Linked DNA regions of Mus musculus: regions 2, 3, 4, 5 and 6 are each linked to region 1. The links are chromatin contacts, called in public ChIA-PET, Hi-C, HiChIP or PLAC-seq and promoter capture Hi-C maps. All regions are on one chromosome and are shown on one strand. Each heading gives the region's core, a stretch centred on a gene start, on an enhancer-like site or on the middle of the called end of the contact. The rest is flanking DNA. Distances are from core to core; before and after follow the strand shown.

What was found. Promoter capture Hi-C pulls out the DNA fragments that hold promoters and counts their contacts. Hi-C and Micro-C count contacts between places; a contact is called where the count stands out from the background. ChIA-PET counts read pairs in DNA pulled down with a chosen protein or histone mark. HiChIP or PLAC-seq counts read pairs in DNA pulled down with a chosen protein or histone mark.
Region 2: a contact with region 1 is called in a promoter capture Hi-C map of liver, with 3 times the contacts expected there. The contact joins the enhancer-like site here to the promoter of Tra2b in region 1. A contact is called at or near these places in 5 of 39 promoter capture datasets (the 3T3-L1 cell line, 3T3-L1-derived adipocytes, the C10 cell line and 2 more), 3 of 115 datasets of contacts at active chromatin or transcription factors (bone marrow-derived macrophages, embryonic stem cells and extraembryonic endoderm stem cells) and 1 of 9 other capture datasets (pancreatic islet).
Region 3: a promoter capture Hi-C map of hippocampal neurons shows a contact between it and region 1, with 2.8 times the contacts expected there. The contact joins the enhancer-like site here to the promoter of Tra2b in region 1. A contact is called at or near these places in 7 of 39 promoter capture datasets (the 3T3-L1 cell line, 3T3-L1-derived adipocytes, cranial neural crest and 3 more) and 4 of 115 datasets of contacts at active chromatin or transcription factors (astrocytes, bone marrow-derived macrophages, cardiomyocytes and 1 more).
Region 4: a Hi-C map of B cells shows a contact between it and region 1, with 7 read pairs. The contact joins the promoter of Dgkg here to the promoter of Tra2b in region 1. A contact is called at or near these places in 5 of 39 promoter capture datasets (the C10 cell line, the HPC-7 cell line, cranial neural crest and 2 more), 2 of 484 Hi-C or Micro-C datasets (B cells and neutrophils) and 2 of 9 other capture datasets (liver and macrophages).
Region 5: a contact with region 1 is called in an H3K27ac HiChIP or PLAC-seq map of epiblast stem cells, with 2.8 times the contacts expected there. The contact joins the enhancer-like site here to the promoter of Tra2b in region 1. A contact is called at or near these places in 2 of 39 promoter capture datasets (cranial neural crest and stem cell-derived epiblast-like cells), 3 of 115 datasets of contacts at active chromatin or transcription factors (acute myeloid leukemia, embryonic stem cells and epiblast stem cells) and 1 of 9 other capture datasets (embryonic stem cells).
Region 6: a contact with region 1 is called in an RNA polymerase II ChIA-PET map of memory CD8 T cells, with 16 read pairs. The contact joins the promoter of Tmem41a here to the promoter of Tra2b in region 1. A contact is called at or near these places in 3 of 39 promoter capture datasets (the 3T3-L1 cell line and hippocampal neurons), 1 of 484 Hi-C or Micro-C datasets (cortical neurons), 2 of 115 datasets of contacts at active chromatin or transcription factors (effector CD8 T cells and memory CD8 T cells) and 2 of 9 other capture datasets (adipose tissue and pancreatic islet).

Annotation. Positions count from the first base shown.
Region 1 is chr16:22,264,330-22,267,402 of GRCm38.p6, forward strand. Tra2b (transformer 2 beta) reads right to left here and starts at 1,676. Exons shown (of 9, transcript NM_009186.5): 1 at 1,412-1,676. The coding sequence starts at 1,447.
Region 2 is chr16:21,816,743-21,819,815 of GRCm38.p6, forward strand. No RefSeq gene overlaps it. Among named protein-coding and RNA genes, the nearest start is that of 1300002E11Rik, 24 kb to the left of the region's middle. Within about 2 kb of position 1,544, at least 70 of the 459 cell types and tissues checked have an H3K27ac peak or open chromatin away from gene starts, as enhancers often do. A contact at or near this core is called in liver, where this site is marked.
Region 3 is chr16:21,852,275-21,855,347 of GRCm38.p6, forward strand. It overlaps a transcript of Map3k13 not described here. Among named protein-coding and RNA genes, the nearest start is that of Gm26744, 7.9 kb to the left of the region's middle. Within about 2 kb of position 1,512, at least 38 of the 459 cell types and tissues checked have an H3K27ac peak or open chromatin away from gene starts, as enhancers often do. A contact at or near this core is called in hippocampal neurons, where this site is marked.
Region 4 is chr16:22,655,587-22,658,659 of GRCm38.p6, forward strand. It overlaps Dgkg (diacylglycerol kinase, gamma), which reads right to left and starts at 1,645. Exons shown (of 25, transcript NM_138650.2): 1 at 1,363-1,645.
Region 5 is chr16:22,611,509-22,614,581 of GRCm38.p6, forward strand. The region is part of intron 2 of Dgkg (diacylglycerol kinase, gamma); the gene reads right to left. Among named protein-coding and RNA genes, the nearest start is that of Mir6362, 7.7 kb to the left of the region's middle. Within about 2 kb of position 1,588, at least 16 of the 459 cell types and tissues checked have an H3K27ac peak or open chromatin away from gene starts, as enhancers often do.
Region 6 is chr16:21,946,157-21,949,229 of GRCm38.p6, forward strand. Tmem41a (transmembrane protein 41a) reads right to left here and starts at 1,396. Exons shown (of 5, transcript NM_025693.4): 1 at 1,212-1,396. The coding sequence starts at 1,330.

The sequences.
Region 1 (3,073 bases), core at 426-2,925:
CTCAACATCGTAAGGTACATGTGGGTGAAATTAGGAGCTCAAACAATACGAACTTACAAGTTGGGATGTAGTTTAGTAGTAGGGGCTTGCCCATCACTGAGACTAGGTCCCATTCTCCATTATCAGAAAAACAACATTCTGTCCCACTCCCCCATCGCTTTCTTTCCTTAGGTAAAAGGCACGCACTGGTTGACACTGAACTTTAAATTGTCTTAGGGACTCATCTCCGTATATAAAAGATTACATCCGTTCAAATTACTCTTTTTGGGTTCAAGTTCACCATGGAAGTCCAAGAATGCTCTCTACCAAACCGTCAAAGGCCTTTTAGAGTTTACTAACCAAAAAAATAAACTGTGAACTAGTGGTTAAGTGTTCCTGTGAACTTTTTGCGAAAATAAAAACGTTAGTACAGGAAGGGCAAAACAGCCATTCTTATGATGCTTGTAAGCCGTTTCCAAACTGCAATTACCTGTTCACTGAGCCCTGGACTTCCGCATCTTCACGTGACAGTTTTTAATCTAAACTCTACAGCCACGCCACATGCGCCTCATTTGTTCAGCTTTGGGGCTGGGTCTAGTCCAGGCCCATTGTATACAATCTAATCAACCTCTACCGATTTTCACCCTCTGGGAGGTGGAAGCTTAAAAATAAAATCCCGTCGACTTCAGAGTTTAATAGCGCCATCAATTGTCGCCAATGGTTTCTCCTTCCCAAGTCCCCCCAGGGGTAGGGAGGCTCTATACAACAACGCCTAACGACCTTGCGTTCTATTCCAGTAAGCTCTCAACAATGGGAGAAACGCTGTAGCACAAAGCCCTCCAACTAACGGGGCCCCCAATCCCCCTCAGCCGTTTCCGTCTCCAGATGCTCCAAGAGCCCCCTACAGCTAGCTGTCCCTTACCGGGACCAGGAGGCCCTCCATCAACCGAAAAGCATCAGTCAGTCCCCATAGGCTCCCGGCCACACGTGGCTTTTCTCCGCTTCACCCTTGGACCCCGGGTGGCGAGGCGGCAAAGCCTGGCTGCAGGGAGCGGCGGCTCCGCCATTTTGTGCCTCTGGCAGCGCGCCCGGCCCGCGAGCCCAAGATGGCTGCGGCGCGGCTTCGCAGGAGAGCAACGGCGAAAGAAGATACCGTTCCCATCCCCCAACGCCGACGGACGCCGCGGCCATCTTTAGCCTCCCCCCGCCCCGTAACGGGGGGAAAGGAAAAAAAAAAAAAACGGTCGTGGCGGGTGCGAGGCACACAGCCCGCCCGCGGCCTCCCTCCGACGAGAAGCGCCGGCCACCAGGCCCTCCGGCGCCCCGGCTCCCTCCGCACGTCAGGCTCCCGACACCCGGCTGCACCGGGCCGAGAGGCCTAGAAGAAGTAGCAGGGTGGGGACCGCGGCCGCCCGCGCAACTCCGCGCTTACCCGCTCGCCGTAGTTCTGCTCGCCGCTGTCGCTCATGACTCCGGGTCGCTGTCACCGCTACGGGCCTTTCCTGAAGCTGTCAAGCTCCCGCCTTCCTTACAGAGGCTCCGCCGCAGCCTAGCGCGACGCCACACTTTTGCGAGGAGCTCGAAGCCGACACGCTCCGCACCACCTCCGCACCGGTCTAACACTGCCGGATGTGACGCCACGCTCTTTAACCTGGTCCCACCCACTCCCCCGAAGGCGCGCTTTCCTGGCCCCTCCCACTTCGACGCGCCTTCCAACCGCTTTCTCCTGCAGGGGCGCTTCCCAAACCGGACGTGACGTCTACCTTACCGCCCTGCCCCTCCCCTCCCCTAGTACCCGGCCACAGCGTGGCGGGAAAGTGTGCGCCTGCCTTTGGGCGTCTGTTGTGGTCTCCTCGGGACACCGTGATGTCCGTAGCCTTGCCACACTCGTTTCTGGAACCTTCTAGAGAACCGTCCTGGGTGGAAGAAGAGAAGAGATGGTTGTACATTCCTCCATGCCTTTGTTCTGTCTCACTAGTTTCCTCTCCTTTTGTTCTCTCATGATCTAGGAGAGAACACAGCCACACACTGGATTCTCACCTCCCGTTTATTTAGACTTAATTCTAGAGCTTTCCTTCCTAAATAAAACCTCCATTTAAAACTCTCGCAATTTAAACCGGGCATTAATGGTGCATGCCTTTAATCCCAGCACTAAAGAGGCAGAGACAAGCAGATCCCTGAGTTTGGGGACAGCTTGGTCTACACGGAGAAACCCTAGCTCAAAGCAAACAAACAAATTGAGGTTTGAGACAAAGCCTCATTGTGTTGCCTGGGTTGACCTTGAACCCACCGTGTATGTTATATAGCCTAGGCTGATGTTAGGAATGTATTAACCCTTCTGGGTCAGCCTCCCAAATCCTGGGATTATAGTTATGAACTATCAATCCTATGGCCTGGTGTGGTAATACACGCCTTTAAGGCGGATCTCTGTGAGTTCCAGGTAAGCCGAATATACAAAGCGAGTTCCAGGACAGTCAGGATTACACAGAGAAACCTGGTCTCATTCCCCACCCTGACTCCCACCTGGGGAAATGGAAAGGAAAGAAAGAAATGGAGAAAGGAAAGCCAGGCAGGGTGGTGCACACTTGTAATCCTTGTAATCGCAGCATGAGAGGTGAGCCCAAGGACAGTTAGCTGTTTAAGGCCAACCTGGGCTACATGAGCGGGCCCCCTTCAAAAAGTGACACAAAACAGAAAATAATTCAAGAGAAACGGGCCTGTAGTAATGGATTTCTGTTTGGGAGAAGCCGCCTGCCCTCTAGCCTCTAAGGATAGCATGAAAGAACACTGAAGATATCTATAGAAAACCATGCCAAATGAGTTCTTGAGATGAATACCATTTTGACAGTCTTCTTGTTTGGTTTGGTTTGGTTTTTTTTTTTTTTTTTTTTTTTTTGGTTTTTCGAGATAGGATTTCTCTGTGTAGCCCTGGCTGTCCTGGAACTCACTCTGTAGACCAGGCTGACCTTGAACTCAGAAATCAACCTGCCTCTGCCTCCCAAGTGCTGAGATTAAAGGCATGCACTACTGCCCAGCGACAGTCACATAGCTTCCGTGAATATTCTGAGCTACAGGATGATCCAACACTCGCAGT
Region 2 (3,073 bases), core at 294-2,793, 450 kb before region 1:
ACCATCTATAACGTGATCGGATGCCCTCTTCTGGCATGCAGGGGTACATGCAGATAGAATACTCATTCATAAAATAAATCTTGAAGGAAGAAGGTGGGTCATTTCCTTGAAAGAAGGGACAGGAGATGGAAGATCAGAAACATTCCTGTTTATATCAGGATCCCTCTTCCCGGGAGCCGCAGGGACCGATAGAGGAAGCTGTAATCCTACGGTTATAGCTGACCTACTTGGGGAAGTTTGGCTCACAAATCCTGATTCTTCAGGTCAGAGAAATGGCTCCGTTTCAAACTTTGCTGGGTTGAAATGGATGACACCATTTCAATTTTTAGCCTTGCATGTTGGATCCCAATAGCGGAGCTTAGCCCCTAAACAACAGCATTCAGTAATTTCTGTTTAATATGCCAGTACTTCAAAAAACGCATGGTAAGACAGGAGGTATGACTCAGCTGGTAGAGTACCTGCCTAAGCATAAGACCCTGGAACCCATATTCCTGGCTCCTCCTGCACTCGGGGCTGAAGTACAGCTGTCATTCATCCTGGCTCTCAGGAGGCAGAGGCAAGAGGATTAGGAGCTGAAGGGCATTACCACCTACAGAGGGAGTTCAAGCCCAGGCTAGACCATGTGAGACCCTGCCTCAAAACAAAGGGTTGGAGAGGTGTGGAATAGTTTAAGAGTACTTGCTGCTCTTGCATACGGTCTAGGTTTGGTTCCCGGGACCCACATGGAACTCACAATCATTCGCAACTCTAGTTCCTGGGGATCTGATGCCTGGTTTTTGGCTGCATAGGCACCAGGTTTGCACATATATACATATCTTAGGGTTTCTGTTGCTGTGAGGGGACACCTTGACACAGCAACTCTTACAAAGGAAAGCATTTAATTGGGGGGCTGGCTTATATAGTCCAGAGGTTTAGTCTATGTCACCATGGTATGCAGATAGACATGGCGCTGAGACAGTAGCTGAGATTTCTACATCTGGATTCTAAGGAAGCAGGAAGAGACTGACACTGGGCCTGGCTTGAGCATTTGAAATATCAAAGCCCACTGCACTGACACACTTCCTTAAACAAAGCCACAACACCTAATGGTGCCACTCCCTATGAGTCTGTGGGGGTCCATTTCATTCAGACCATCATAATACATGCAAGCAAAATACTCGTAAAATCTGAAAAATAACTATATTTAAATAAAAATATTCTTTAGCAGTTAAACTATCTCTCTACCTCCCTTTAAAATGTACAAAATTTAAAAACTATTATAAAACTTATGTCCCCTGCAATAGAAGATGTCAGCCACTATTGAGATATTCTAGAACAAGTTATCCTTAAGCTCAGTATCGCTGTCTGCTGAGTGTGCTTTCATCTCAGTTTCTAACATTAATAAAAAGTTCTGTAGAAACTCGGACTGTGAAATGTTACTCCCCCACCCCCACCCCCACCCCAAAACAGTGTTTGAAAGAAAAGTTTCTGGGCTACAGTTCCGTGTAATGTTTACTGTGTTTTCAACTTCTGAAAATGAGAGGGGGTGTGGCTAGCCGGTGGGTGTGGCTAGCCGGTGGTGTGGCTAGCCGGTGGGTGTGGCTAGCCGGTGGGTGTGGCGAGGGGGTTGTCGTCTGCACCTTTTGTGTTGAGTTTCATCTCATGATTGGCTCACAGTGCAAAGAACAGGACCACCTCACCTCACGGTGCCTTTTCTACAAAGATAGATGTTTTAGGAGTTCTCAAATAAAAACAATGAAGGCTTCATATTATCTAGGTTTTTAGGTGATTACACTGAAGTAACAGAATTCAGATATGGATTCAAATTCTCACTTCAGAATGGTGTATTCTGTATTTGAAAACAGGCCTGTTAGTGATAGGTTGAAGCCGTGCATTTGAATGTACTATAAGTACATAATGTGAAATATAATGAAATTTAATACTTTGTTTTAATACTTTGTTTAGTGACCTAAGAGAGAAAGAGCTTTTCGTTTTGTATAAAACATATTGATTCATCTGTAGTCGTAACTACCAGGTTCAAGGTGCAGGGACAGATACCACTTGGCATACCGTTCTAGTGTGTCATGTGAGCGTAGTTTCGATTTGGAAGTTCAGTAGGTACTCCCAGCTGACAGGGGAATTCCAGCAAGGTCATTCAACCGTTCAAACCTTAAAGGCGAACACAATTGGGAAAAGCTGCCTCTGTGTAAACATTAACCCCTCTGGTTTCAAGTGGCTCCTTTTATCCTGTTTGGTTTAATATAAAAGGGAGACCTGGAACTCGATATCTTTATACTTAGATTAAAAATAAGTTTAAGGAACTTGGAAGCATATTCTTCCATGATTTATTATTTCTTTTAAACTTAGAAGAAAAAAAAAGCTGCTCTCCCCAGCTAGCTATGGGAGGGTTGTTGTTGTTGTTGTTGTTTTTAACCACTGTGTGTGCACATGTGTGTGTGTTGGGGGGTGGGGTGGGCTTGGGGCTTAGCTTGCATGCGGCGGAAAGATCCTTAGCATGCATGTCGATCCTCATCCAGCTCACGGGTTCCGAAGCTTGGATCTCTGGCTGCAGGCTTGTGGCCAGCACCTTCATCCTTCCTAGCTCTACTGAGCAGAAGTTCTTAAAATATTTTCAGTATGTTTTTCTCAGTACATCTATCAGTCTAAATGAACCAATTCTTCTTGAAACATTATAAAGCTGCCCTTAACTGACATTAGGAAACAAACGGTGCTGGGTGCAAATCATGGCTTGCAGCATTTCTCAACCTCTGGGTCTCGACTGCACAGGGTCTCAGATCAGACATTCTACAGACTCTTGCTGCTTCAGTGGGGGGGGGGGGGGTTCATTTGCTGTCGAAAGACAAGCTTTTAAAAAGTAGTAAATATTTATATTTATGAAATAGCTCCAGCATGAGTATGTGCATCCCTGCAACGGGTCTTGATGAGCCCCGTTCCCACTAAATCCTCCTGTGCGCTCGCTCATCCCTGATCCACAGAGGAAAGCCAAGAGCTGGGGTCTGTGATAACTGTTGTCACTTCTCCAGGGGATCTGCACATGCCTGTATATCCTAATCCAAATGCTGCCTAGCTTTCA
Region 3 (3,073 bases), core at 262-2,761, 410 kb before region 1:
AGTTAAAACTACTATTAGCTTTCCATCCCCTCTCACAACTCATGTGTCCTTTATAATGTGGACTTTTAAAAATAAGCTTGCCTTTTTGCCTTATCTGTGGTAAGACACAAAGTCACGATGTAGGAAGAATTGAGCGTGTAAAAGGCCTACATGGAGTCTGACCATTCTCAGTGATGCATTCGCTGCCCTGGTGGCTTTTTCCTCTGTTCATCTTAATCCGTGAGATAAATGGGCAGAGCGTTTACCGAGTCAGATGGTGCTCTAATTCTGACAGTGTAGGAACCTGGCTGTGATGGCCATCATCAAACAGGCAAATGGCCATTTTAAGGCATTCTGCTTAAAATTCCACTTCACTCTAGACCTTTCACATGACTTGAGTAGCACTTCCACAGGAGGTGGCTGCTGGTAGGCAGTGTTGAGCGTCTCAGGTGGAGCAAGGCAAAGAGGGTCAGTTAATCTCAGACCTGCCCAGGACTTCCTTCTAAGCCAGTGGATCAACCTACCTAATGCTCATTTAGCTCACGGTGGTTTCCGAATCTCAGTGGAGATGTGATGACCTTAAACTGCTGCTCCTCCATCACCCAGGTGCTGGGACTGCCAGCGCCTGTTCCACGCCAGGCTGTACTACCTAGTCTTAACAGCTGGAAGGATTTTGTGTGTTGACTCCTTTTAATACCAGTACTTTTCTGTGTGACAGCGTGATAAAAAGCTGTCTTCTTTCAAAACCCAATTGTGTGTTGCAGGGCAACCCCCAGAGAATGCCCAAGAGCCAATTTTAATTGTTTAAAAATGCTAAGGGAAAACAATGTAGGGCTCTCTGCAGACACACACTGGTTGTCTCCAGCGACTTCCTGGACTGGGCAGCGATGGAACTGGCAATTCTAAAGGCAATTTGGTGAAACTATGGCTTCAGAAAGGATAAAGAAGCAAAAGGCAGAGTTGGTTGTGGTGAAGGACCGAGGAAATGGCTGAGGACGAAGGAGACATGGAGAACAGAGGCCAAGGAGAGGGTTGGCTGAGTCAAGGAGGAGGTGGCAGCTAGGAGAGCAGTTCTCACCTGAAACTAGGGAAGTCGCTCTGGATCCAGACTAAGAAAGATTCTATTTTAGAGTCCTAAAGGGGACTGTCACAGTTGCTATTACTAAAGAGGGATCGATTTGCAAAATAAGTCCACTGAGGCTTCTTATTACCCCCAGGCACGGTGCCTGCATTGTTAGCTGCTGGCAGCCCTGCCATTAATGGGATACATTAGACTATCTGCAGGCGTGGATAGCCGAGGGTAATTGAGTCTAGTGAGATAAAGTGCCAGGGAGCAGAACACAAGCCGGGGTTGCTTTTTCCAGAGAAAATAACCTCTGATCTGAAGCAAGAGTAAGCATTTCACTAATCACACAGCAACCATTCGCCAGATCACAACAAGCTTACGTGCAAATGCATACTGAAGAGAGACATCTGCACCATACCTATGGCTCGTCCCATCATGACTTCCAGACCTCAGCTATGGGCTCCCTTTCATTTTGTTGGACAGAGCAGCTTCTGGGAAATGCCCACATGACAGTGCAGCTGGTGAGGCCCCAGAGCCAATAGGAAGACAGATTTCACCATTTTGCTGTATTCTCCTACCCCCTCCTTCCTTTATCTTGCCATTTTGAGTAGAATCCCTTCCATCTGTTCATTTATGGGAAAAAAAATAACTGAACATTTGCTTTATATTGCTTGAGCTGATTTTTGAAGCTATGCCTTTAAGTACTCTCAGAGACCTCAAAATCAGATTAGGTTTCTTGGAGAAAGAAATACAATCATGTGGCTTTTCTGGCTTCTGCCATGATTTTGGTCATTCAGGATTTTTTTTTTTTCAATCACCATTTCCTGCTATTCTTTGAGCACAAGAGTTACTCAGGAAGGTGGAGGTGGGTATCACTTGAGTGAGAAGCCATCCTGGGGGACATAAGGAGATGTACTGCCCCAGCTCAGAAACAAGGATGGGTGCTGGGGATATTGCTCAGTCAGCAGAGTGCTTGCCCAGCTTGCGTGAAGCCCAGGTTCCAGCCCTGTAAACTAGTGTGGTGGCATATAATCCCAGCACTGGAGAGGTAGAGGCAAGAAGATGAGTTCTTGGGTCCGGGGCAATAAGGGGTGTGTGTGTGTGTGTGTGTGTGTGTGTGTGTGTGTGTGTGTGTTGCTTAGTATTAAACCAAAGGCCTTGTGTGTGCTAGACAAATTCTTGTCACTGAACCACATCCCCAGCCTATGTAAGATTTCTTTCCACTGAATCTTACACCATTGATAAAAGGTTTCAGTATGTTTCGTTCCTGCTAACTATTTCAAAGTCCATGGGATGATTTTGAAAGCAAAGCAAAGAGCATCCACTGAGGTTCTAAATGCTCTGGACCAGCTGGTGCTATCAAGAACGCCAACAGTGCTGAAAAGAAGGGGCCAGTGCCAGCTGCTCGCTGGGCCTCTCCGGAAGTCACCATCGGGTTCTTATTCTGTTGATATACTTAGAACTGCTGATGATCAGGGAGCTGGGAACTGTGCAAGCTTTAAAGGCAAGTGAGCCAAGCAAGCATGGAGTGGTCAGCTTAGGCTCCATATGCTAACAATGGCAGAGTAACCAGCTCCCTTCTAGTCTGTTTGGAGCCCATTGTACCAACAGCTGCAGCTGGCATGACAGACCATAAAGAAGCAGGACAGAAAAGCCTAGGGGCTCTTTTTCTTTTTCTGGGAATGCAATGCATATTCAGATAAGTTACTCAGTGGGGAGATAAGCTGTAGTCTAGTTAGGCTAGTGATAAGATTCAGTGCCACACAGACATAAGGACCAAAGTTCAAATCCACAGCACCCACAAGACACCTCTAATCCCAGTGTTTGGGACGTGGAGACAGGAGATCCCTGGCAAGCTGACTAGCTAGACTACCTGAAGCTATGGGCTCTGGATTGAATATTAAGATCCTGCCTCAGCCAAGTGCACTGACAACACCCTTAATTCCAGCACTTGGGAAGTAGAGGTAAGCAGATCTCTTGTGAGTTCCTGGCCAGCCAAGGAACTACCTGATTTAATATCTAAGGTGG
Region 4 (3,073 bases), core at 395-2,894, 390 kb after region 1:
CTCTCTCTCTCTCTCTCTCTGTGTGTGTGTGTGTGTGTGTGTGTGTTCTCACACACATTTGTTTTCTGATGTTTGCCCCGTGAGCCAATGTCACTCCTTCAGTCCTTTGTTGACTGTGGGGATACCCTGTACTCCAGCAAGTGGATCCTGAAGCTGCGTTTTATGAACACTGAATCCCAGGCACCAAGATAACAAAGTCGATGTCCCCTTCCAGACCAGAAGGGCAGACTACTGTCCCTCATGATGTTTGGAGGTGGTCATTGTACATCTCTAGATCTATGATGTGTCCCCTAAGGCCCCGAACCGAAAGCTTGACAAACAGTTCTCCTAGGTCCTGCTCCCCACAGGGAGGCCATCGTATGCTAATGAGGCACGGACAGATAATCTAGCAGCCGGGACAAGTGAGTCCGCAGGTCCACCCAGCACTCTTGAACGCCACTGTGGTTCAGTCACATGTCATCTGGCCCCTCAGCAGACCCTCCTGGTGCCCTCCTCCTCCCACCCCCGGCGACTGAGGGAGGGGTCTCTCCGCTACCTAGCTACCCAGAATTGCACAACGGGACTGCTTGCATATGGTGCTTTTCTTCCCTGTCCACAGCAGGGATGGAGGCAGAGCCCCTGAATCACCTGTAGGGCTTTTACGAGCTCCACAGCCCCCTCCTCAAATTCTAGTTCACTAGTTCTGAAGAAAGAGACATCAGGAGATATGTGTGCGGGGGTCTTGAGGAGTTCTCGTGTATGTCCCACGGCCTCACAGCCCCACAGGTAATTCTGGAGGTTCCCTTATAGAGATACCAACACAGACAGGTCTTGTGACCCAAAAGAAACAGGCCGATATTAGATTCCCACGACGCTACCCCTTTTATTTGCCAAGGTGTCTGTATTCTCTTCAGCTTCTCTCTAAACCCACCACCCTAGAGGCTTTGAACTTGGAGTGTCCCAAAGTCTCAGAACCCTGCGAGACTGTCAGAGGCTCTGGCGGCCAGACAGCAGAAAGACATTCTCTGCTCCCCGCAGCCCTCGGGTTCCCTGTGCCGCGCTCTGGATACCCTGGAGTCAACGTAAGAAAGGATGGCATTTGACCAGTTGCTTCAGCAAATTGCCCGAAGCAAGGCCGCTTGTCCTCTGCACACCTTCGCTTCTGCACCGACCACATAGGGAGGGGGCCCCACCCTGCCCAGTCCACTGGCGCATCCCCTCTGGCCAGGGTTTGTGGCAGGTGGCGCGGTCAAGATGAGCGCAGGGGCCTCGTCTGCAGTTCCTTTCCCTATCGCGGGACCCACTCTTGCTTTGCCCTGGCTCTCCAAGTTGCTGCCGGGTCCCCCCAAACTGGTGATCCCTGGTTCGCGGTCGCGGTCTTACCTCACCATGCAACACTTGGTTGCGCGCTTGCCGGGGGCGCTCCCTCCTAGCCGCTTATTCCCTTACTTGGGAGGAAAGAGGAACCGAGAGACAGAAGGGGACCGAAGCGGGCGCCCGGGCGATCTCCCGGTGCAGCCCTCTCTGGGGCGGAGACATCAGGCAGCCACCAGGGTTGGCGCCCCGGGGTCTTCCGCCTTCGCTGCTGGAAGGGAAGGCTGCCTCTGCTACCCGCTACGGCACTGCGGCTCTGCACCCTGTCCCTCGCAGCATCGCAAGTCCAGCTGCCACTCTCGCTGCGGAGCCCTGCCCCCCGGGCGCAGTGCCCGCCCCCGCCACACACCCGCGCGCGCAGACACACGCGCACCCCACAAACACACTGGTGCACACACATAAACACGTGCTGCGCGCACACTCGCACACCCACGGATGCGTTGGGTGGGAACCTCTGTACATGATCAGGGCACTCCTGGCTGGCAGGGCTTTGGTCAGAGTGCTGGTTGGTGGCTGTGAGAAACCAGCTGACATCAAGGTAGAGGACATTACTTGAAAAATACAATGTCCTCTGGCTGTTTACGTTCCTTAACCTAGAAACCTAGGGGTCTGAGCTGCCTAAATATTCCAACCAAAGCAAAGAAAAATATATTAACATAAAAATAAATCAACAAGTTCTCTGTTTTCTAGGAACTCGCTGTCTCTGATGTCCATTGTCATCGATCCCGTCCAGAAGGACATTTCTGACAATCTTGACCCAGTGGCAGCAGATTGGTGATTATTTCTCCTCTGCAGGCATACATGGTCGGGATCAATCTAGCTAAGCAGAAAGGGGCTCTGATGGATGGGTAAGGTCTCAGGACTAAAGATTATGATTTTTCTCCTTTGTCTTTGCATGACATTGGGTAGTCTTCCTACAGGACAAATAAAACACTTCTAAAACAAACAAAATATACATGCACAAGAAAAAAGAGAACTAGAAAAAAAAAAGGAAAAGTAGAAAATTAGAGAAAATGACGTGGGATTGAGGATAAGGCCCAAGAGGCTGCAGTGGCAGAGGCACGGGGACCTGTGGGACCTTTTCTTTCCATGACGCGGGTGTCTGCGTAGGGTGGCAGCAGCGGCGATGTTATTTCAACAGAATGACTTTTGTCAGTTTCACACCACATTTAGAGTCACCAGGAGTTTACTCTCATCTGTAAAATATGTGGAGTTCACCCGTTTCCACAGCCAAGAATTCTCTTCTGCCAGTGGGCAGTGGAGGTCCCTGTGTGGAACTGCAGCCAAGAAAAGCTTTTTTTTCGGAACGCAGAGGAGCAGGGGACTGTGTGTCTAGGCATCTGGGGAGGAAGCTGCAGACGTGACTGTTGAAAAGCACTGAAAGACCCAGTGGTTAACTCATCCCTGGCCACTAGCAGGGGGTGATGGAACCAAGACAGAACAGAAGTCCTGAGAGCTCTTACACTTCCTTCCGCATGATGATAAGGGCAAAGCCAATGGATGGATGGATGATACCCTGTGCTCACACTTCATCCACAATCCATTCTTTGATCCAGGGCCCCTGGGTAGCTTCTCAGAGCTGCCCTCAGCCAGGCTGACACACTTGGTGTGAGGGTGTTCTGTAACACGTGTGTGAGTTTGTCCTTCATCTTCTTGTTTCCATGTCAGGTACTGACTTACTCATTCCGAGAATATTTATTAAAGTTCCTGCTATCTTTTC
Region 5 (3,073 bases), core at 338-2,837, 350 kb after region 1:
ATCATCACACATCAGTCTACTGTTTATTACCTTGTCTTTCTTGACCCTTTCTTTGAACTATGTATTTTAGGAATAAAAATGGACTTGCTAAATTTATTTACATTTATTCTTCCTGGTTCCTTTTGACCTCTTTCCTTTCCTCAACGATTTGATTTGGGGACCAGAGATTTTTTTCTTTCTTTCTCCAGGTTAAAAAAAAAGAAAAGAAAAGAACATTGGTATGGGAGATAGCTCAGTCAATGGGGTGCTTGCTAGCCTTGGGGGCCTAGATGTGACCTAGAGAAGGAGGATACACCTATAGGGCAACATCCAAGGGTGACCTCTGGTCACTGTGCACACACGCACTCACGTGCATGTTCACCTACATGAACACACATGCACACACAAACATGTGCATCCCACCCACAAAGCACATGAAGGGTGCTGTGTTAGACAGCAGGAGTTTCTGGGGCTTGAGAAGCCTCTGGTACAACGGAGGATGTCTGGGGTGCTGTAACAGCTACTGGGTCTTTCCATATAAAACCAAGATCTGACATAAAACACATTCTAAACATGTAGACGAATGTGTAATCATCTGCATGGAATCTATTTATTTATTTAGACTCAGTCTCAAATGTCCTAGGCTTGCTTCTAACTCAGTACGTAGCCATCCCAGCGTTGGCCTTACAAGCTTGTATCACGATCTTGGCTTCTGAGTCAAAGCTAACAACATTAAAATTTTTGTTAGCACTCAGGAAGGGAAGGCAGGATGGTCAGGAATCAAGCTGGCTTTGGCTACATAGTGAGTTTGACCCTGTCTGGAGTATGTGAGATAGTGTCTCAAAAAACCTGCCAAACCAAACCAAACCAAACCAAACCAAACCAAACCAAACCAAACCAAACCAAACCAAACCAAACCAAACCAAATCTTGAGCTGAGTGTGGTAGTGTACACCTGTAATTTCAGGATCCGAGAGGCTGAGGCAGGAGGATCAAGAGTCTCAGGACCAAGAGACCCTATCTCGAACACATAAACAAACAAAAAGACCTCCCACACTTTTCAAAACAACAACAAAGCACATAAAGACCCCTCCATCCCCACCCCCTCAAAAACAGAAAGAAAAAAGAAAAGCATTTCATCTATTATAGTCAGTGGGATGCGTGGGTGAGCGAGGTTCTGCCCTTGGTGCTGAAACCCTACTAAGGCAAGGTGCTTCCTTCCAGCTTTTCGATCCTGACAACTCTGTTCCCTTTTCCTTAATTTCTATTTCCCGTCTCGACAGAAAGAATTGAGTTACTCATCCTGACACAAAAAAAATTAACCCCAATTATGTCTTATAATTAACCTGCTTGATTTAATATTCTGCAGCTGCTCTACCGTATTTCTGACAGTGAGAAGTTTCCTCTGGAAGTTGAGTCTCTGACCTCTGCATGTCCCTACCTCACTGCTCCCTGTAGGTGACATTTGCTCAGAAGGGGAAATGGATATTTAGGGTATTCAGGAAACATGGCGATTTAAAATTTTCGTTACCTATGGAAATTAACCCAGAAGGGGCTGGAGAGACAGCTCGGCCCTGAAGAGCACTGTCCACGTGCAGGCAAGATGCTCATACACATGAAACGAAAATAAATCTTTAAAAAGTTTCAGAAACTACAGAGAAATCACTGGTTGTTGCCTTTCAGGAATTTCATAAGAACCGAGGACAAAAGAAATCAATAATTGTCATAAAAACACATCAAGTGTGTATGTGTGGTTTGACATAGCAGACTGTGAAAGAAACCAGTGTTTCTATGACCCGTGCTTCCCCTGCCTCCAGGAATTGTGGGTAATTAAAAGCTTCTTCAAGCTTCATTATTGCTTCTATTTAAACATCCGAGTGAAGGATCCTACCCGGGCTGGGCTCTTCTCTGTGGTTTTGCTGACTGGAAGTCTATCAAGCAGAAGTGATAATCACTGCAGGATTGAAGCATTTTGAAATGCTACTCAAAAATGCTATGCTGCTGTTGCCTAAAAATGGAAATTTCTTTCTGAAACACAGAACAGATGTTGAAAAGCTAATAGCTCAGTGGGATCAAGGCAGCAGATGGCAACAATTTAGGTTGCTTCCATTCAGTTCAGAAAGCACTGTGGGTAGTAAGAGGTTTCGAGGCACTGTAAAAGGGCTGGTGGGGAAAGGGTTAAGCAGTGTGTTGCCTCTTGTTAAGGACATTTACCTGTGAACTCTCACAAACGCTCTTCTGCTAGTTTCATACAAATAAGGTGATACTTCCTTCAGTCTACAAACGACAAAGTTAAATCCTTCAGTCTACAAACGACAAAGTTAAAACTCATAAAATTCATGTGACTTTGCCAGCCAGGAGCAAGGATTTCAGGGGTGTGTTTGGCTTAAGAGTCTATGTCCTTTCTCCTCAGCGTGATCCATTATTGCTTAGCAAATATTTGCTAACACAAGGTCAAGTATGACTGTTGTGGTGACAAGGCTGGTACCAAATGAACAAGAAGTAAAGTCAAGCTGAGACTGAGGTTCATTCAAGTAGGGCTGGCTCTGAGCTACCCTGGCGTCTGAAGCACCTGAGGAAGATTTTATTTTCTGTGTGTTTCTTTGGTTTTGTTTTTCTGAGATAGGTGTTCTCTGGGCTACAGTCCTGGCTGTCCTGGAACTTATTCTACAGACAGGCTAGACTCCAACTTGCAGAGATCTGCCTTCCTCTGCCTCCGATGTACTGAGATCAAACACATACTGCCTCTCCAGGTGGATATGAAGTTGAAGGACTCTTCCCAGGAGACAGAGTGAACAGAGATAAAGGGCTCCACTAAACATCTAGAAAAAAGTTACAATCGGAGCATACATTGGGGCCAGGTCTATGGAGATCTTGAATGCTAATGGAAGCTCATTGGTTCAAAATCGTTACAGGTGTTTTGAATGGTGGAGCAACTGGCTAGGATTCTGTTTTCCAAAACCCACTCTTGAACCTGAAGGGAAGAGAGCTGAGAAGTAGGCCAGAGCTCAGTCACACTCCTAGTATGTTTTCATTATCGCACAAGCAGCTATATAATTTAGGGAAAGTCTGCATTTTATGATCTGTTTTAGTGG
Region 6 (3,073 bases), core at 146-2,645, 320 kb before region 1:
AGAGTTTGGGAAATCAGGTGGAGGCGTGGGTTCCAGAGAAAGTTCGAAGTGTGTCTTCCTTGCAGAGTTAAGTTTGTAAACAGGTCATCTGGCCACCAGACATTGAAAGAACTCAAGATGACAGCTGACCCAAGATAAAACAACAGAGGCAGACAGGAGAGCCCTGGAGTGGGAACAAGTGCCCTGGGCTGGCACCCTCACTCTACAGTGTTCCTGTTGTGTGACCTTGGAGTGACCACGGGTCTTGTTTTCCTTGCCTAAAAAGGGTCTGGTGCTGGATAACCACTACACACCCTCTTCACTTATTTAGGGGTTTTAAGATGGAACCCCACAGCCTCCACCATGCTGAGAGCATCGGCTCCAGCACTGACTTGCATCCTCGGTCTCTTTTTATCTTGTCCGAAGACACAAGTATATTCATCTCCAGGCAACTGCATATCATCATGAATTGCCGTCCTTTCTAGGAGACCCTCTCCCAAGCAAACACACAACTATTTAGACAGCATGTTACCCAGATGTACTAGGCAAAAAACAACAATTTCATCACTTTAAAAGAATCCCCGTGGACACATACCTCCCATCATAATAAATACAGCTTTCTTGATAACATGGCTGGAGGCCAACCCTTTCCGAGAGCCTCCCTCTTCACCCTGCGCTAGGCCTGGTACACCGTGGATCCCGTCCAAAGGTCACAGAACAAAGACTACCCTGCCTCTGCCATCTCAACAGTTCTTTGCTCCAGCAGAGATAAACTATGAGCAAGCCCCTCCTAGTTCTCATGAGTACCTCTGACATCCACAAGAGAGTTTTTTCAGCTCCACAAAAAGACAATGGTAACTGAAAACAACTCGAATGCAGTTAACGCCTCTTGGTAATGCGGCAACGTGCCAGACACACTCTATGCACTTTCAAAGTAATAAGCAGCAGTCGGAAACCCGACCGACAAGCCTTCTGCCTCGCCCAGCTGTCATGGGAAGCAGAGACAGGCAGGAAGAGGGCAAACTGGATCATAGCCTCGTCACTCCAAGTCCGGGCTGCACCTCTGAAGACTGGCTGCTGTGGTAATTGGGTTGAGGAAGGAGAGCCACGGTAGCCGAGATGGCTGGGGCTGGAAGGCGACCGCGTGTGCAGAGAAGTGCAAGGGCCCCCGAGGCATCACTGCCAACCCTCCGACCTCCTCCCAGGCCACCGCCCGGTGTCCTCCCTCTCACCGGCCTTCGGGCTCCCCGGCCGCCGCCAGCCTCGGCCCCAAGGGCAGCCGCGTGGAGAGCAGGTATAATGCGAAGGTGCAGCCTCCGAATACGAGGAGCAAGCCGAGCAGCGCGCGCATGCCGCGGCCTGGCCGGAGAGCGCGCTCCCCCCGTGGCAACGCAGAGCCCTCCCCGTGCGCCGACTGGGCGGGCGGAGCGCGTTCTTGGACGGGCAGGGCGTGGCCCTCGCAAAGCTCCGCCCTCGGCCCGCCGCAGGCCCCGCCCCCGCCAGGGACTGATCGCTCTAGTCTAAAGTGCTCCTGCTGGCTCTACACTGAACACCTCCAACGCCTTCCCTGTGACAGAGCTGGGAGATCTGGGGCTGAGTTGTGAGCCTGCCACAACCTAGCTTGCAGCATGGCGGTCAGTCTTGTCCACAGTCTGTCCCACAAAGCAAATGAAGCCAACAAATGTGAGACTGACACCGATGGTTGTGGAAAGAAGGTAATGACCACCACAGAAATAAACAGACATGCCTTCTATTCAGTACCTGAAGTGTGCTCATTATCCCCAGTACTCATAAACACATTTCAGTGTGCCTCAACGGATGAAAACGCTTACTGCCATAACTCTTGTGTAGGAGCTAGCGTGCACACACTAGCTGTAACACACATCTGAGTCTTAGAAAGAGTCTGTGGTGCTAGACATGGTGTTCATGTGACTGACCCCAGCACTTGAAGAGAAGGAAGGCCCAGGGTTCAGTCATCTTTAAATACTAAGCAAAAATTCAGAAAGGGGCAGGGTAGCCGGGTAGTGAGAATGACATCTCTCAAAAAGAAAACCCAGATTCAAAACTCCAAAACTAGTGTGGTCCTTGCACTGTGTGGAGTCTGAAAGAGGTGAGCACTGCGTTTACTCTCTGGATGAGCAAGCAGAGGGGCAAGTGAGATGGCCCTAAGTAAGGCAACCTTCAGGGAAGCCGAAGGTTTGGGAGAAATGAATGGCTATTGTCCACTTGGAGAGTGCTAGAAGATAGTTTGGGCAAGGGACCCCAGGAAACTGTGGGGAGATGAGCCTGGCAGCATTCAGTAAGAACCATTCTGCTAGGCAGACATCGTGTTGTGTGTTTGCAGTCCCAGCACATGGAACCCTGAGGCAGAATGGAGACTGAAGACAGCCTGGGGTTACAGTGACAAACTGTCTTCAAAAAACAGGGAGGAGGAGAAAAGGAGGGACAGTGTCCGTTCTCCTTTGAGAATGTCAGAGCAAGTGGTTAGAGTAGGCTCCAAGTTAACAGTAAATACCTCAGGTTGCGGGGAGGGAGGGACGGAAAGGACCACGGCAGTGGGAACAGGGCAAAAGGGACAGGCTGCACAGTGGGGATGAGAAGTGACAGCACATAGGACCGACCCATTGGGTGAGTTCTTCAGAGTCAAAAGGCATGAAGCACTTCAGAGCACTTCTTTGGTTCAAACAGGGAGCATGCATCAAAGACCTAGCAAGTTGACATCCAAGAACTGAACCCACAAATATGCTTGGCCTTGTTTTGATATCAAGGGACTGGGAGCAACCCAAATGTCGATCATCTCAGGACTCGGAGGTTAAGGGGCAGTTTTACATATTCTGAGCTGGTATCGTGTCGTGGTTTGAGTAGAAGGGCCCCCATAGATAGGAACTAAGATTCAGTTATGGCACGGAGAGCAGGGAGACTAAGAGTCAAACAAGTTTCAAAATTAAGAATGTACTGTGAGAGCCGGGAAGAAGGGGTGGGGTGGCGGATAGTGCACGCCTTCAATCTCAACACTCAGGAGGCAGAGGCAGGCAGATCTCTGATTTCAATGCCAGACTAATCTACAGAGTGAGTTCCAGGACAGTCAGGGCCA